Regions from separate parts of the Zea mays genome. Here region 1 is linked to region 2. Evidence: chromatin contacts called from public Hi-C data. All regions are on one chromosome and are shown on one strand. Each heading gives the region's core, a stretch centred on a gene start, on an enhancer-like site or on the middle of the called end of the contact. The rest is flanking DNA. Distances are from core to core; before and after follow the strand shown. Region 1 holds the start of LOC103634945 (chromatin-remodeling ATPase INO80). Region 2 holds the start of LOC100283854 (nucleolar GTP-binding protein 2).

The links. Hi-C and Micro-C count contacts between places; a contact is called where the count stands out from the background.
Region 1: a Hi-C map of leaf shows a contact between it and region 2, with 10 times the contacts expected there. The contact joins the promoter of LOC103634945 here to the promoter of LOC100283854 in region 2. A contact is called at or near these places in 11 of 25 Hi-C or Micro-C datasets (bundle sheath, ear, endosperm and 3 more) and 1 of 3 datasets of contacts at active chromatin or transcription factors (seedling).

What each region holds. Positions count from the first base shown.
Region 1 is chr1:60,573,142-60,578,660 of Zm-B73-REFERENCE-NAM-5.0, forward strand. LOC103634945 (chromatin-remodeling ATPase INO80) reads left to right here and starts at 1,960. Exons shown (of 22, transcript XM_020546378.2): 1 at 1,960-2,436; 2 at 3,704-3,788; 3 at 3,935-4,722; 4 at 4,804-5,004; 5 at 5,097-5,207; 6 at 5,437-5,519. The coding sequence starts at 2,368.
Region 2 is chr1:60,399,196-60,404,636 of Zm-B73-REFERENCE-NAM-5.0, forward strand. It overlaps LOC100283854 (nucleolar GTP-binding protein 2), which reads left to right and starts at 2,634. Exons shown (of 11, transcript NM_001367182.1): 1 at 2,634-2,976; 2 at 3,226-3,359; 3 at 3,623-3,752; 4 at 4,024-4,184; 5 at 4,271-4,372; 6 at 4,449-4,553; 7 at 4,641-4,769; 8 at 4,851-4,991. The coding sequence starts at 2,724.

The sequences.
Region 1 (5,519 bases), core at 710-3,209, 170 kb after region 2:
ATTGGGGGCGACCTTCCAACGACGCTGCACCACAACGACGAGTATTAAAGAAATCCGAAGGGAAGAGATAGTCGAGGCCGCCACCCCACCCCGTTCCTCCTCGCATCTTCCACTATTCTTCGATTCGCCCAGTTGAGTTCTCACAAAAGGTGTGTGAACTCTGTTCTTCATTTTGGTGGGGGCAATCCTGTTTTGAGACTACCACCAAATATTATTATTGATGTCTTTCTTGCTCACTGTGAAATGTTTACATAACTTTGGTGGATTGCGAGATAGCCAGATAGTGATCTTTGTAAGTATTCTTTACTACAACCTTCATATATACTTTGGTTCACAATTATCTATTGAGCATATTGTGGTTATAGTTACCTTTTAGGTTTCTTGTGTCCTTTGATTTGGTACTTTGCCCCCATATATACAAGGATCCGCGAGAACGCCCTTTTGTGAGAAAGAACTTGTTTAAAAAACTTGCATTTTTCTATCGTGGCTTCTACATGTGGACTGAAAGAACTTGTTTCAAAGTTCATTCCATAAACTTATCTAGAATATTTATAATTAGATGGTTGCATAATACTGATTGGTTGTAATGTAGTGGTGAAACAGAGGATTATGTATACCTAGAATCATAAATGAATTATGAAATCTTTTTCATAATAATATAACACACATTTGTACATAAGTTATTGTGGTATTATATGTTTCCGTTGCAACGCACGGGCACTCACCTAGTATATATAACAATAATAATAATAATAGTAATAATAATAATAATAATAATAATAATAATAATAATAATATAGTAATAATAATATTAAGGAGATTCTTAATAGTGGTTTGATCATAGCAATGCAGACGCAACTCTACTTTATGTGATAAAATTATATAATAACACTCGCATATATATATATATATTGCATCTAGAAAAAATGCCTCTAAATATGTTGTTCTACGAGCAGCGTTTCTTAGGTCCTAGATTTTCACGCCAAAGCATAAGTCTAAGGACCGGCCTTGGTTACAGATATTCTCACATGACTATAGTGTCGCTGTGTATATGTGGGGTAGGGGTTCAGAGAGTTTTATCGACATGAGAAGGTTTTTTTAATATATACCATAGGCGTCTTACCCTATAGGTGGAGGTTTAAGAGCATCCACAATAGTTAGGTAAGCAACTCTATAAATATGAATTAAAGAAATTTTCAAGAAAACTCTTCTCCAATAGTAGTGTAAAGCAAGTCCCTAAATTTACAAACTCTCTACAAAATTCAATTTCATTTCTACATTTAGCAACATTGTTGGGACTCCTGAAATCAACGTTTGCGCCAAATCCACTGTGAAAAGCCTACTCCCACCATTTGTTTTGTGCGTCCCATCATCTCGATGATCACAAATCCATCTCAGTGCTCCAAACACCTAGACGCCACCACCGTTAGAGAACCTCTTGTGTCGAGGCGCCACTATAGCGCCTCCTATGTCACCTTCATGCCGTCGCCGTGAGGACCTTTGTGGATGGTGTGTGCCTGTTGTTACGGCTGCCTGGTCTTTCATCGACAACTCCGACTTCACAAGACGTTGTTAGCATTTTTTTATGTAAGCCGATATGAAAGTTTACCTTATTAAGATCTGTAGCAGATCTTATACCGCTTGAAAAGTAAGTAAATGTTGTTGATAGGGATTTTCTGCACCAGTCCAATTAAAAGTAGAAAGTGGGTTCACTTATTTCTTGACGTGTGCAACTTTTAAAAAATTAGTAACCAATAAATAGAGATTGGCTGGATCACATATATTTTTTATTTCTTAAAATGTTTTAGCATATCTCTAAATCTATAATTTAACTCTCTAAATTTACAATTTAAGAAGTTTTGCATTCATTTTCTAATAACAAACTCCAAGAATTCTGTTTTGCCGCCAAAATTAACTCCGGATGGGATAAAAAAAAGAGAGAAGAAACAAAGGCCGTGTGGGCGCAGGCAGCCAGCACATACGTTGGCGCAGGCAGCAGCCGCAGCACATACGTTGGCGAGTGGAAAACCCAGGCCCAGACCCCTTCCGGTTTCGCTTTCCCTGCTCCCCTCTTCTCCTCTCTCCCCTCCGCGGCCAAGCCAGAGCCATGCCTCGTTCTACTACTTCCCCCACCACGTCACAACAGGGCATCCACACCACCCCCCACCGCCTCCCTCCACCTCCGCCTCCTTCCCCACCCCCCTTCCGCTTCCGCCCACAACCCTAACCTTAATCCCGTCGCCGCCGTAGCCGCGGACCGACTGGGCCGACTCCCGCACCGCGCCTTCGGCGTTATATTCGGTCCCTGCGTTCTCTCTCTCCGGTTCCCCACCTCCCGCGGCGAGCCGGGGCGCTAGGGTTTTCTACATGGATCCGCGCCGCGCACCCCCGCGGGGCGGCGGCGGGCTCTCTTACTCCACGCTGTTCAACCTCGAGGTAGCCGCTATTATTACTGTGTAGCTCTGCTCTGCTCTCTCTCTCTCTCTCTCTCTCTCTCTACCGTGAAGAGGGTTTCGCTGTGGATTGAACGCTGCGGGGTGGATGCAATTGTTGGGTTACCGAACTCGTTATTGCTCGGTTCTGGGTTAATTCTCTTCCCCGGGTTACTTATTTTGTACCATGTTTTTTTGGGTGCAATCTGGTGGTCATTTTGAGTTGGAGCCCCCTTTTCAGCCCGTCTGTTATGGCTGCCTAGTATCCGATTAATGTAGGTTGCGTAGTGGTGCTGCTCTATGTTGTATGGTAGCTGATACTCATTGCTCAACACTACTGTTTAATTGGTTTGGACTTTGGACTACCATTCAATTGCTGCATTGTGTTTTGCTAGGCCTAAGTCACTGGTTTCCCTTATTGGTTATTCTAGTCTAAGTACGGTTCTTAGTGTGTTGAAAATTCATGATCAACTGGTGTGCTTATTGTCTTGTTTAACTTATATCAGCTGCCTCCTGCTTAGTGTTTACTCATCATTTTTGTCAAAAAATATAGTATTTCATGCATGACTGAATATGTTTTGGTGCAGTTGCTTGCCTAAGTTGTTGTTCTTAATGTAGTCATACAATGTTATGAGTTACATACATCTCTTATTAGTTGCTGGGATCTATCTATGCTCTTTTGTCGTGCATTGTGTGTTGTGTGTTGTGCTCTACTGGTTTGCTTAGTTTGCAGTGTGTCAATTGTCACTATTGCTAATTTGCTATTCTTGCTTTCTCTAAACTGACACATACTAGTTTTGCTTGGTGTTTCATTCTTCGAAGCATGTGCACCCATAAACAATTTCCTTTGCCAAATGCATGTTCTCTGACAGTTCCTTGTCATGCTATTTTTATATAGTTTTCATCAGCAAAATACATAGTTGGGTTTTGGTTTTATGCAGTTTGCTAATCTTACGATTTGTGCCTGCTAAGGGAATTTTGGTAGACCATGCCAGTGTTGTTTATTTGTTTGCATCTTTGCTATTGAATCCATCATTTTATTACTCTTGTATTTTTATTTGCTGCTTATCTACCAAATTGGACTGTGTAGGATCTTTAAATCTTGTAGTCTCAGGTAGTGTAGAAATGGGTAGAGCAACACTGATGTTCTCTTGTTTTTTGAACTTTGTGAAGAAGAGAAGTTTATCTACTCTTGTTATGTTTTTATATGCCTTTTTATCCCTATTGGTATGCCATTCTGATGATGGGGGTTACTGGAAATGCTGTTGCAGCCTTTGCAGAACTTAAGGGTTCCTGTACCAGAAAATCTCGCCCGCTACGGGAACAGCAGCTCAAATGGGAGTCCAAGCAGTGAGGGTCAGCCACTTTTACCTATTTGACCTTTATTATGATGTTTTCTGTTTAAGAGTTATCTTTTGAATAGTAGCTTGTTTTTAAAATCCATCTTGCAGCTTGAGCAACTCTGTTACCATTTGTCATGTTATTCAGCTTCTCCTTTTTAGGTCAAGGATCCTTGTTGGATCAGTACAATGGTGTACATGATGCTTCCCATGGCTTGCATCGGAAGCGAAAAAAGCACCCTGATGGTGCCGGCGATGATGATCATGCAGATGCCTATAGTAACAAAATGATGGAGGATCACTACCGTGCGATGCTCAGTGAACATGTCCAGAAGTACCGAAGGTCAAAGTTTAAGGAGGGTGCTTTTATTTCCGATCCTTCTCAGGTGGCAATCCCCCAAATAAAACACAAAAACGGTGGTAAAAAAGTTATGAAGCACATTAGTAATTTCAGGGATATTGCGGCATTAAATGGGATAGAAGCTTCACATGAGTATAATTGGATAGAATGTATTGAAACTCATGGTGGTTTTAATAAGCTTGTAGCATCCGTTGATTCCACCTATTTAGATATGGGGGATAATATACACTACTTAGTTCCAGAGGGTTATGATAAGTTAGCATTATCCCTTAACCTCCCTATTTCTTCTGATATACGTGTTGAGGAGCACTTCTTGAAGGGCGCACTAGATTTGTGCACCCTATCAGCAATGCTTGGTACTGACCAAAGGTTTGAGGCTTCCAGCCATGGTGGATTATCTGAACCCCTGCCACAATTTGAATCTCTCAAGGAAAGGGTAAAGGTGCAGAAATTTTCTCTTCAAGTTACCGAGGACCCCTTTGCAATTCCGGAAGGAGCAGCTGGGAGGATACGAAGGTCTATTATATCAGAAACTGGCAATTTGCAGGTCCATTACGTCAAAGTCTTGGAAAAAGGAGATACATATGAGGTTGGTATTAGCTGATATAACTGTAGTTGCACTTTTATTTATTCATTTTTATTTAGCAACCATGTGATATTGTTAATGCAGATTATTGAGCGCAGCTTACCAAAGAAGCAAATAGTAAAGAAGGAACCTTTTGTAATCGTGAAAGAAGAGTCTGAAAAGACTTACAAACTCTGGCAGTATCTTGCTACTAAAAGCATTCCAAAGCATCACAGGAATTTTACTTCTTTGATGAAGAAACGACAAGTAGATGCGAAGCGCTTCTCTGATAGTTGTCAACGAGAGGTATTGTGCCCATTTATATTGTTGCCCTGTACTGTACCATTTTCATGCAATCTTGTTTACATTTTTATTGAATGTATGTCTGAAATATCCAGGTAAAATTCAAAGTAAGGAGGTCACTGAAACTGATGAGATGTGCTGCAATACGTACAAGGCAGTTGGCTAGGGATATGCTGATATTTTGGAAACGAGTAGACAAAGAGCAGGTTTTCTTTTTGCCCTTGCGGTCTGCTGAGGCTTATTTTGATTTTTCACATTCTGATTTCTCAGTCCTTTTCATTATCTGCATTGAGTTCAACATATACTCTCTCTTCATCTCCTCTTGCATATATCTTGTTTCTTTGGTTCAGTTTTGCACATGACTGCTTTCCTTTTAGTTGTCTTCAAAACATGTCACTTAAGATGATGACACTCAAATTCTTTTCCCGGTATCAGTATGAGTTGAGAAAAAAAGAGGAAAGAGAAGCTGCTGAAGCTTTAAAACGTGAGGAGGAGCTTCGTGAAGCCAAAAGACAACA
Region 2 (5,441 bases), core at 1,384-3,883:
GGAATGCTTAGAGAATGCTTGGTGTGCTCCTCCATGCGCATAGGGGTCCCTTTTATAGCCCCAAGACAGCTAGGAGTCGTTGAGAGCATTCCAGGAATGCATTTCTTGCCTTCTGTCGCCTGGCGCACCGGACAGTCCGGTGTACCACCGGACACTGTCCGGTGCAGATTTCTTTCCTTCTTTGGCGAAGCCGACCGTTGGCGCCTGAGAGCCGTTGGCGCACCGGACACTGTCCGGTGCACACCGGACAGTCCGGTGCTCCCTTCCGACCGTTGGCTCGGCCACGTGTCTCGCGCGGATCGCGCGGCCGACCGTTGGCCCGACCGACCGTTGGCTCACCGGACAGTCCGGTGCACACCGGACAGTCCGGTGAATTTTAGCCATACGCCGTTAATTACTTCCCAAGAGCGGCAAGTTCGCCTGAGCCAGCCTGGCGCACCGGACACTGTCCGGTGCACCCAGACAGAGCTGACTTTGGCTGAACAAAGCCATCTCTTCTCCAATTCGATTTCTCCTGTTTCTAGCACTTAGACACAATACATTAGTCTCTAAAACAATGTACTAAGTCTGAGAAACATACCTTTATACTTGATTTGTACTTTGTCCACCATTTGTCACTTAGGCACTTGTGTTGGACACTAAATCACCAAAATACTTAGAAATGGCCCAAGGGCACATTTCCCTTTCAGTATGCCTACGCGCGACAGGGGGTGACGCAAGCCTGTGACGATAGGAAAAACCGCGTCACGCACCACCGCTCTGTGGGACTGACCTGCGAGACACACCGTGCACTACTTTGAAGGTGTCATTAATGGACTAGCTACATGGGGCTGTATAACTAACGAGCGAGATGATATGTCATACCAGGAGTACGGCTACGCACGACCCTACGAAGAACACGCACGATGACCGAGAGGATCCAATCTCTCTCTCTCCCTCCCTCTGTCTCTCTCTCTCTCATAGAAAACAAATCTGTAAGGTCCAATCCTTGAACGATAAAAGGGTGGGCCCTCTTTCCTCTAGGGAGACAAGCACACCTGTTGTAACATGCCTCAAAGCAATACTATGATCAACACTACACTAGACTAGGGCGAAAGCCTGAACCATTATAACCCTTGTGTCTCAGTTCCCCGCTTAGATCCACGAGATCCACCATTCGGAGTGAGTCTGCACTTGCATCCCCCACTGAACACAAATCTATTGTCCACTGGTTTTCGAAACCACGACACATAGCTTACCATAAAATAGAAAATTAGACTCTAAAGTAGATATCTCTTGTAATTTTAAATCTTGTTTGTTCAATTTTAATATAATTAATTTGAATTTGTCTCTAACTATTGTATTTTCTAGCGGGACAGATTCCCTGCGGGATAAATTCCATGATAGGGACGGGGATGAGAGCAAAAGCTTCCCCGTGAGCGTTCACGAAGATGGGGATGGATAATTTTTCTCCTCATTGGGACAGGGATGGGAGGCATTCCCCGACGAAGAATTTCCGCCATTGCCATTCCTAGGTGCACCTACTCACACTAGAGGCAAAAAAGGAAGAATAAAAAACTCTAGCACTAATTACTTGCCCATTAAGGGTTAGGGATGACAATGCGGAATTCCCCGTCAGGTTTTAGCTCCCCGTCCCTGTCCCTGCGACAAAATTTTTTCCCCACAGGGATCCCCATGAACGCTTGTGGGTGACATTTATTCCTCATCCTCGTTCTCCGCGGGGATAAATCCTCGTCGGGGATCCTCGTCCCCACTTAAATTATAACTATGACGTAATTCATATGTCATTAATGCAAAACATTGTCACTTATACACATTGTCAGATGTAAGAATCATTATGCATACATCAAAATAAACACATTTGTATAATGAGTGATCACTTGACAAGATAATTAGTTACTTTTACCATTAACTATTATATGAAAACGTCGTCACGTGTAAGTTTAACGGGTCCCCAAGGGAAACGGGGATGGAGAATGCTTCTCTATCCCCGTCCCTGTTTACCCATCTGGAAAGAATTTTTCCCTATTTATATCCCCGTGAAGGAAGAAACTTCCCCATCCCCATCCCGTAATGGATGAATTCCTCGCGGGGAGCCGGGGATCTAGTCCATATTGCTGTCTCTATCAAGGGTTAGTTTGTAAGTAACTAGTTTCTTAAAAAAACTTATTTATAGAAATAAGAGTGATTCTAAACATGACATTTTATATCTCAGTTTATAAAAACCGGATTCTCGTTAAAAAAATGAGAAGTTAGACTCTTCGTAAAACCATTTGATTTCGTGGAATTTAAAACTCCCTTATTTGTAGCTACAAATGAGTTTTTTGGGCTTTCCAGAAATAATCTGCCGCTTTAAGGGATCTGTTGGAGAAAGTATTAAAATATACCACTACTAATTTTTAGATATACTTTTAAACTGATTTTCTGAAGTCATTTATTAGGGAGCTTCTTATAAATATGCCTTTAGAAAAATTTAGGTAGACGCGGTCGCGTTTGTAGTGGGCCAAAAGTTTGCTGACCATTACCCTCGGCAAAGCCCAGCCCACAAAAGGCTCGCATGCCTGACGCGCACGTGCGAGCCACGCTGCCCTCTCCTGTCAAAACCCTAGTTTCCCAACATCGTCGGCTCCTCTCTTTCCCACCGCCTTCTTCCACTACTCTTCACCCTCCCCTCCTCCCCATCGCGAACTCACAAGAGAACCAAGTAGACGAGGGAGAAGGAGATGGCGAAGAAGAAGGAGAAGGCGGTGAACGTGTCGGGCAAGCCGCGGCACTCGAACGACGTCAACCGCCCCAATGACAAGAAGGGCGCGGGCGGCGGCGCCGGTGGCGGGAGCCGGTCCGCGGCTACCGTGCGGCGGCTCAAGATGTACAAGACGCGGCCCAAGAGGGACCGCGCCGGGAAGGTGCTCAGGAACGATTTCCAGTCTAAAGAGCTCCCCAACACCCGCATCGAGCCCGACCGCCGGTGGTTCGGTGAGTCCGATCTCCACCGCCTAGCTTCGTGTCTAATTCTAATATTCGAGCGGCATTATTCGGATAACATACGCTTAGTTGGTGCTTCAATTGTGCGATCGAATGCTTCATTGTAGCTCCAGGATTAATTGCTGCTCTGTGGCAGTACCGCAGTAGTTACCTACTCCGATGGTTCCACGCTTAAATATCATTGACGGATGCTGATTGCTTGTGCCTTTCTCGTGTTGATCCGGCTCTTGGTGCTTGCAGGCAATACTCGCGTTGTGGGCCAGCCACAGCTTGAAATGTTCCGGGAGGAACTCCAGAGTCGGCTTTCCGACAACTTCAGTGTCATCCTGAAAGAACGGAAGCTGCCACTATCGCTCCTGCAAGATCATCAAAAGGTGCTACGCTAGCGTCTATGATTATCATCCTATGATTATCATCTGCCGTTGTGGTCATCACTCTGTCGAGATAGACGGGGGCAAGACTAACATTTGCTTGTATCGATGCAGTCAATGTTGTTCGTGTTCCCCTGTTTGGTTAAGTGTCGTATTGACTGTTGAGTTGGCTGGGTATAATAAAAAAGGAAACAAGTAGCTTGTTATCCGACCACTGTATAGTATGCAAAAGTTATTCTTATGTATATTTGCTTCTGTTGATGCAGCAAGCGAAGGCACATCTGCTTGAAGTTGAACCTTTTGAGCATGCTTTTGGGCCAAAGGGCAAGAGGAAACGTCCGAAACTAACTGCTCTTGACTACGAATCTTTGCTGAAGAGAGCTGATGATTCCCAAGGTCAGTCATATACATTGACAGTTACTACACTTTGATCAAATATCCAAAGTATTGCATGCCATTTTAGAAGACAGCAATTTGATTTGTTCTATTGATGTTTTAAAGTTAACTCCACAATTGTTGGTTTAAGTCATTGATGTTCATGTTCTAGTAAAACATGCAATTTGAAGGCCACTGGATGGCGAAATTTTAACATGTTCATTCGGCACCTCCTTGTTTGGTGTACTGCTCTTTATTTTTGTGAACTTGCATGTTGTTTTATCTTCTTCAGATGTGTTTGAGCAAAAGTATGCTTCATCAAAGTTGCCAAGGGAGGAAGAAGAAGATGGCTTACGTGATCTAGTGAGGCATACAATGTTTGAGAAGGGACAGAGCAAAAGAATCTGGGGTGAACTATACAAAGTTATTGACTCTTCGGACGTTGTTGTGCAGGTTAGCATCGCAACTCTTTTGCCCATGTGAAGAGTTTTGTGAGCTCAACCAATGTATGCTTAATCTTTGTAGATGTTATTCTGCAGGTGTTGGACGCCAGGGATCCAATGGGCACTCGATGCTACCATCTAGAGAGACATCTAAAAGAGAACTGCAAGCACAAACACTTGGTTTTCTTACTAAATAAGGTATCAACTACTCTGCAGCATATTCCTGTACAAATCTTAGAGGCATATTGATTGTTTTTTTTCATTTTTTATTTAGTGTGATCTAATCCCTGCTTGGGCTACAAAAGGATGGTTAAGGACCCTTTCGAAGGACTATCCCACCCTAGCATTCCATGCAAGCATCAACAAGTCATTTGGCAAAGTAAGTCTGCATTTTGCATAATCTTTTTCAGTGTATCATATATTATGTTCTATGTGATTAAGCCCTAACCTTTCTGAAAATGTACAGGGATCTCTTCTGTCAGTATTGAGGCAATTTGCTCGTTTGAAGAATGACAAACAAGCTATTTCTGTCGGGTTTGTTGGGTACCCCAATGTTGGGAAGTCATCAGTTATTAACACACTACGGTCGAAGAGTGTAATTCTCTCCTCATGCTTTAAAGGTAGCACTTTCTAATTTTCTTTTCAGGTTATTCTGACAATTAGGTTATGCTTTCAGGTCTGCAAGGTTGCTCCAATACCTGGAGAGACAAAAGTGTGGCAGTACATCACTCTCACTAAAAAGATATTTTTGATTGATTGTCCCGGTGTTGTATATCAAAACAATGATTCAGAAACTGATATAGTTCTGAAGGGTGTGGTATGTATCTTCAGCTGTGCAATTTGCAAATGTTTTTTTTACCTGGGTAGTGCTGGAGGCTCCCGCATGAGTGAGGTCTGGGAAAGAGATGAACCGAGGCAAGCATCCCCCGCAAATGTGGAGAGTCTGCTTCGAACCCTAAACCTGGTGACTCAGGGACAGCTCTCACACTGCACCATGCCTGCTCTTGTTCTTTTTACTTGTGGCTGGCAAAAATAATTATTTCAAGCTTGTAGTGCCCCCTCCCCCTACCTTGAATATATATCAGAAAGTATTTTAGTTCAAGATGATGTTTATTCCTGGGATACATGTAAAACAATGTTTAGCTCATACACTTTTCCAAGTGGAGTTGACGATGACCAGTCCTGTTCTGTATTAAATATATTTGATGTCAACTACTCATCTTAGAATGTTGTGAACTGCGATGCACTTGCAAGATAGTCCCAGTAC